Linked DNA regions of Mus musculus: region 2 is linked to region 1. The links are chromatin contacts, called in public HiChIP or PLAC-seq maps. All regions are on one chromosome and are shown on one strand. The core of a region is the stretch at or near the end of the contact, and the rest is flanking DNA. Distances in the headings are between cores, read along the strand shown.

Region 1 (3,537 bases), core at 504-3,003:
CGAGGAAAGGAAGGCAAGGTAGGGATATGTATGTAGACCAGGGAGGACTGAGAAAGAGTCATCCAGAGCACATAAGCAAACTAACTGAGAACGGTCATGAAACTCAGTGGAGAGACTGGCAAGGAGGAGAACTTGAGTGGCTCAGAGAGTTCCAGAGAGGCAAAGTACTCTGCACGTGCTTTTACTCATTGGTGAATGCCTTGGAGGGAGACCTTAGTGTGCTTCTCAAGCCCAGGCACAGAATTTGAGTCTGGAAAACAATTTCCTTGCCTCCTGAGCTCAAAAAAGATGGAGTTGTTTGTGAGTGGAGGAAGACCTCCCCTGAGCTTGTGAAACTGGGTGCACAGTAGTTTAGGGTGAAGAGAGGGGTGAAGAGAGCCTCCTCCAGAACAGAAAACTTGAGCTGAGGCTGGTGGCAGAGGCAATGTCTATTCAGGGAGGCAATGTGCTTTCTAGTCCAGGTAGTGCCAGGCTTGCTGCAAGAAGGGAAGACTCGCTTGACAAGAGGCGCATCACTCCAGACCTTATGAGCCCGAGTCCCTACCTACAGTGATCTATGCAGTCTAAAACCATCTTGACCTTGTATAATCCAGAGTCTGGAAAGGGAATTCCCCAATGGCCGAGACTGGATTCTTCTCTTCTCAGCAGGGTCTGAGTCTCTAGAAAGGAATTTAGCAACAGGGTTGTTTTGTTTCTTTTTCCAGGAAATGTAAAATGTAGCGTTTCTTGAAATCTGCAGGTCACTGCTGCATAGAAAGCCCTCTGTGAGAGGGAAAAGCGTTTGGCTGAGCATGCCAGGTGGAGAGCCATAGGTGGTTTCAGTAGGGTGTGGGGCATGATGCAGACCATATGGAATGAGGAACGAGTGGGAGACGAGGGAGTGGGGAAACTACAGGAAGATTGCTGCTCCGAGAAGCCAGGCCATAAATAGTACGTGAGACACAAGGTGTGTGAAGAGGAGCCTTCAGCTGCCGCAGCATGCATCATTGGTGACTGTTGGCCTGGCTTCCCTGAGCATCATTTTGATATTGCTTTTATATGTACATGTGCATGTATGTATACATCTTTTGTTTGTGTGCGTCTATATGTATGTATGCTTCTGCATGTGTGCTTACAGGTGTGTAGAGGTCAGGTGCCATGCACCTTGCGTTTTGAGGAGGCAACGCTGATTGGCCCAGGGTTCACTGAGTAGGCTACCTGACCAGCAAGCTCCAGAGATCCACTAGTATCCCCCTACAAAGTGCTGAGACCACCAGCACTGTTGTCTGCATGGCATGTACTTTTGTAACAGAACTATCTTCCCAGCCCCCTTGCTTCAATTTATAAAAAGTAAATGAGGTACGCGACATACCTCTGCCACAAACCCCTAAGTCTCGGGCTTCGCACCATGTGAGAAAGCTTATACTTTTTTCCTGATGTAAAGTCTAGGTGGGTATTCCTACGCTATAATCGTGTGCTTAAGTTCTCCTATACCTAACTCCTGACATTGCTCTAGACAGGCAAAGAACATATAGAACATCCTGTGGAAGGTTTATCTGGGCTGCGGCTGGACACTTTATATGTCTCTTCTACCTGCTGTGAGCAGAACTCATTTATAACTCCATGTAACTGCAAGGAGCCAGAAATGTGGCTCAGTTGTGTGCCTGACATTGGTGGGAGATGGGTGTGACGAGTGTGTAGATAGACTATGCCCCATTACTCTACCGATTTGCTCCTGTGTCTCTGCCATCCTATACCCTTGCCTCCTAGGACTGCACCATTGATTTGGACTGGACAGTGTTTCTGTTCAACTTCCTGCTCTAATCTACTTCCTTCCTGAAATGCTCACATCTCAGTTTCCTGTAGAAACAGCGGGGGAATTGTTCCTGCTTGTAAAACAAGTCATATAGCCATCCTGCTGCCTCACCCCCACCACAGTTTGGGAAACATCAGAAAGGAGGGCCGGGCTGAGGGACTGCTGGCGTTCCAGAAGGCAGGGTCAGTCTCCCATGAAGCAGTTTCCTTTTTAACTCTACCTTTGGGTTCTCCACTGTGATGAACGTTGCCACTACCCTGGTCCATGGGACTTTCCCTATTAGTAATCCACACCAATGGTAAACAAAACACACAGCAAGATAAAAGGTGCTCTTTATTACATTCAAAAGGAGAACAAATAGAAATTAACGTTGGTATTATGTCAAAGCCAGAGGCCACAGGATGTTGGGTTTGGCCTGACTTAAGACACTTCTCAGCTCTGAGATCTGACTCTTGCTCTCAGTGGTAGATCAGCTGTGCTTGCTGTTGAATAATCACACAGGCTGGGGTGCTCTGAGTTGGGGTCTGTGCATATACCCCAGGCCTTACTGTGCCCCTCTGGGTATAAGTCTGATTTTAATGGCTCCAAGATGGACCACCTCTTGTTTTGGCCACTGAGCCAGTACTGGACTCAGCATGTGCTCCTTAGCCCATCTCTGGTCACTGTTTTGTTTGGTTGGTTTAGTTTTTGAGACAGGATTCCCAGCAGTCCAGGCTAGCCTTGAACTTGCTATGTAGATGAAGATGACCTTGAACTTTGAATCCTCCTGCCTCCACCTTCAGGCTTGCATCAACACATGACAATTTAAGCAGTACTAGGAATTGAACCCAGTGCTTTATGACTGCTGAGCAAGCCCTGGGAAGCCAGGGTATATTACAGGGACAGACATGACCCCTCAATGTTACTCCAATGAATAGGATTCAAAGATGAAGGATCATGGAGAAAGGGTGGAAAGTTTGAGAGAGATACTTCTGCAATTCTGAGTGACACAGTATGCTGAAATATAGATTGCACATATACCGGTATATCCATGTGCACACATGCACATTTTTACATACATGTCCTTTGGAAAAAAAATAAGGTAACAAAAATGTTGTTCCAGAAGCCTTTTCCCAGCACTCTGAAGCCAAAACAGGATTCTGGAATCTCACCGAGAGACTTGATCTTAGTTTAAGCAAGACAGCAACACTTGAGTTAGAAATGATTAAGATGTGAGGTTTTCTTGAAAAGAAAAAAACCTAAGACCTTTTAATGATATGAAAAATGTAGTCACTAATCTAAACATATGTGGACCTTCACCTGTGAATATTGGTAAAAAATATTTCCACTAAGAGTCCCCCAACCAATATGGAAAGATCAAGGATGTGCCATGTGAACTTTAAAGGTGTGTGTGTGTGAGTGTGTGTGTGTGCGAGTACGTGTGTGTGTGTGTGAAAGAGTTGACAATGGAAAGCAAACCCTCCAACCCCTCCCTCCATGCCTTTGCTCCTAGGCAGAGAGAGAGGAGTCAGCCATCTTGGTATATTTCTTTCTTTTTGCTTGTTTTTTTCTTCCCCTATAACCTGAGCTATGAGTTCTAGATATCATGTATTGGCTGTTTTACATATCAGCTAAGTAACTTGATCACCCTCCTAATATAGTTACAGAAAAATTCTCCTTGCCATTTCCAACTGAAAAAAAGAAAGAAAGAAAGAAAGAAAGAAAGAAAGAAAGAAAGAAAGAAAGAAAGAAAGCCACTACAG
Region 2 (3,537 bases), core at 507-3,006, 65 kb after region 1:
GTGCATCAACCCTACATCTATCATCATAGAATTCTAAGTGATTTGGTATCTAATGTGGTAAAGACTAAGACAAGAAGTAAAGGTGTCACTTAAATATATAAAGCCTTTTAATGATACAGCTTTCTTTTGTGATGATATTGACATTTTTAATAAGGAGAAACACAAATATGATCATTGCAATGTGGTGGTGGGAAAATGGATGATCTGTGGTCTTGTTTTGTCATCGTGTGGCTTCATGGAAATCTGTGAATGTCTGTTTTCCAAGATCTCACATTGCTCTTAGTGTACAGAGCTTATACACCTCTTAATCTACTTTGTTTCCGAAAATAGCTTTTTTTTTTTGTTTTTGCAGTACCTTTTAGGCAACACTAGCAGTCCCTAATGCTCACTTGACTGTTTGCTTTTTGCACACACACTCATATGTATATAAAGTGAATAAATATTTCTTTGTCGTCTCAGAAAGTTAGGTTCTTGTGTAAATCTGAGTCATTTTGGGGAATTTCATGGTTCACTGCTGAGTGCTGCAGTTATGCGAGTGATTACAACAGGAAAGACCTCATAGGAGCCCAATCTCTAGACAGACAGGGCACCTGGATTTGTGTGCGTCAGGTTCTGAACAGTAAGGGTGACGCTGGGGACTGACTCCAAGAGTGTTGTGAGCGCTGAGTGGGACGTAATACTGGAAGACTGGCTGGGTCAGGCTGATACCCTGCAAGGATGACCTCTGGCCTGTCCTTAGTGTTTTGTTGAGCTCGTTACTGTTGCTTCACCGTTGTGTATGTTATGCCGGTCTCTTAGGTGGCTGATGGGTCTCCTGGTCAGCGGTTAGATACATTTCTGTGACAGCCTCTGTGGTGATTTGAGTAAGAATGGCCCTGTAGACTCATATCTGAATGGTTATGGAGTGCCATTAGGTGTGGCTTTGTTGGAGGATGTGTGTCACTGGGGGGTGTACTTTGGGGTTTCAAATGCCCAAGGCAGGCACAGTATCTGTCTTCTTCCTGCTGCCTGCTGATCGGGATGTAGAACTCCAGCTACCTCTCCAGTGCTGCTCCATAGCATAGCATACCTCCATGCTTCCCACCGCGATGAACCTGTAGGGCAGCTCAGTTAAATGCTGTCCTTTCTTAAGAGTTGCTATGGTCACAGTGTCTGTTCACAGCAGTAGAAACCCTAACTACCTAAGATAGTGCCCGTTTACTTGTATTTTGAAAACTCAAGGCAAAGCGATTTGTTTTTAAATTTAGAAATAGAACATTTGAAGTCAGAATTGTGTGTATTTTTAGGCAAAGTTAATTGATAAAAAGTTTTATCAAGGCTGTATTCAGGAGATATATTTAGTTCAGATCATATGAGCTTTTCTTTTTCTCAGAAAAATATTATCTCAGAGTCCTGAGCCTTTTATTGGCTCATTGGCTCATGTGCCATTGCGTAGACCATGGTAGAGAGCCATGGCTTAGAACTCTTTGCTTTTTCAAGGGCTACCTTTGAATTGATTACATGCTTCAATTGAGTGTGAGGGATGACCTGAAAGACTTCCTCTCGCTAGACGAACAGCATGATTCACTGGGCAGTCATGCGAGTTCCCCATGTGGCAGCCACTAGCCGCATGTGGTTATTTGAATAATTAAAATTAACTAAGACAAACGTGTGTCAGTCTCTCAGTTACATTGCACTCCACACGTGTCAGTAACTACAGTGGAGTCCGCTGACAGTGCAGAGTCGCTGGTTTCACTGCCTGTCTGGGTTTGCCTTTCAGACTTAGTGCTTACAAGGCCATGTGCCCTTGGGCAGGCTACTCAGGTTCTGGGTACTCTCTAGTTTCTTCACGGTGAAAAGGGGACAGATGTTCTTATAAGATTATTAACTCTAGAGAAAGTGAGTCAATATTTGTTAAGTGCTTAGAGCAGCACCTGGCATGCAGTAAAAAAAATGTTAAATAGGCAAATGTATCGACATTCAGATGAAAGAAAAGCTAAGTGTGGTTTTTATTTTCACATTTGTCATAGTTTAGAATACTATTTCTGTCCATGCTTTAAGCATTTCCTGTGTGCATCCCAACTTCTGGACAGAGAGCATGCCTTTGTTAGCCTGCGCCTTGCTGTTGCTGGCTTTCTACCATCCACATGTAGTCTGTTATGGGTTTTAGCTCATCGCTGCCTCTGCTTGAAGATATTTAATGCTCATGGAGCCCTCCTCTCCTCTTTAGACAGTGTGTAAACCCCCTCAGAATGTGCATTTTACTTATGCACATAGAAGTGTTCAGTGTGTGCTTGTTGAATAGAAGAACCATTCGGGTTTGAAAGGTAACCAGTATTTCTATTGATATCAAAAGTTACATATGTTCAAGTACTTTCTGAAGTGACAGGAACCCAAACCCATTCCACCATCTCTGATGGCATCTCCAAATGTGCTCTAAGCGGATCTCTGCTTCTGTCCGTGTGTCTCAGTGGAGAGGGCCCAGCCAGATCATTTCTGATTACTACCATTCACCTCCCGACAATACCATGACCCTCACCACCTTCTGGATGGCGCTTTCATACAGGATTCTGGTCCTGGCATCTCACTTCTTTAAATTATCTTCTGTGTTTTTGCTGATTGTTGTCAAACATTTACCTGTGAATGGAACACAGACACAGTCAATATCAGAAATGTGTGCCACTTAATGTAGCAAGTGAGGTTTGGTTGTTGGTTATTGAATCCACGTGGGAAAGAAGCCCATAAAACAGATTTGTAGACTGATGTTTGCCTATGGTGTATGACATGGCATGTCAACTTATTAGTATAGCACTGTGTATGTAACAGTGTTGATAGCTGCCTTGAGCTCACGTATATGAACAGGCACAGTGTGTGTACTCCCTTACATTCTGTTGCGGGAGAGTAGATTACGGCAAGATTGCAAGCACACACCGGATGTGTGGTTTGCACATGAAGACCCTTGAGCCTTAGAGACACTGAGGCACTGACTGTATCTCTGCTCTCGGGTTTTGTAAGGGCAGGCGGAGTAGAAAATAGTTGCGCACTGAGGAGCAGAGATTAGCTCCATTCGGAATGATTTTGAGTAGCTTTTTGAACACATGTCCAATAACTACCTTATAGCATGTATGTTTATAGTATCTTTTTTAAAGTACTGCTTTTTATTAAGCCGCGACTGAGTTTTGGCAAGAGTAAATTTGAAGAGAAGGCAGTGATCCATGCCTGAGCTTGCCTGGTGTTTACTTCTCTTCAGTTTACGATCAGTGATGAGTACACATACAAGTAACAGATAATTGGCAAATGTAATCAGTGGCCTAAGTACTGGGAGTGTTCAATTCTTAGCATTATTTTATGACTGAAACACAGTGCCCAGAAGACGTTATGAACATTCTCCAGAGAGTAATTTGGGTTGCAGTGAGTTATTTTATTTAGATTGGTGCTATGAATGACTGTTTGTTTGTACCACTAGCATAATATAATTTAAATGCCATTTAAATGTGCTGAAGCATCTTCATTCAAGTGACTTGTTACCCTTTGCAAATGGGCTGCCGGAGCATGGCT

Evidence for each region. HiChIP or PLAC-seq counts read pairs in DNA pulled down with a chosen protein or histone mark.
Region 2: a contact with region 1 is called in an HNF4G HiChIP or PLAC-seq map of pancreatic cancer cells. The contact joins two enhancer-like sites. A contact is called at or near these places in 1 of 15 datasets of contacts at CTCF or cohesin (CD8 T cells), 3 of 484 Hi-C or Micro-C datasets (the G1E-ER4 cell line, Sertoli cells and nephron progenitors), 3 of 115 datasets of contacts at active chromatin or transcription factors (CD8 T cells, embryonic stem cells and pancreatic cancer cells) and 3 of 9 other capture datasets (adipose tissue, liver and pancreatic islet).

What each region holds. Positions count from the first base shown.
Region 1 is chr2:6,293,393-6,296,929 of GRCm38.p6, forward strand. The region is part of intron 4 of A230108P19Rik (RIKEN cDNA A230108P19 gene); the gene reads left to right. Among named protein-coding and RNA genes, the nearest start is that of Usp6nl, 28 kb to the right of the region's middle. Within about 2 kb of position 1,754, at least 50 of the 459 cell types and tissues checked have an H3K27ac peak or open chromatin away from gene starts, as enhancers often do. A contact at or near this core is called in pancreatic cancer cells, where this site is marked.
Region 2 is chr2:6,358,180-6,361,716 of GRCm38.p6, forward strand. All of the region lies in intron 2 of Usp6nl (USP6 N-terminal like), which reads left to right. Among named protein-coding and RNA genes, the nearest start is that of Usp6nl, 37 kb to the left of the region's middle. Within about 2 kb of position 1,757, at least 47 of the 459 cell types and tissues checked have an H3K27ac peak or open chromatin away from gene starts, as enhancers often do. A contact at or near this core is called in pancreatic cancer cells, where this site is marked.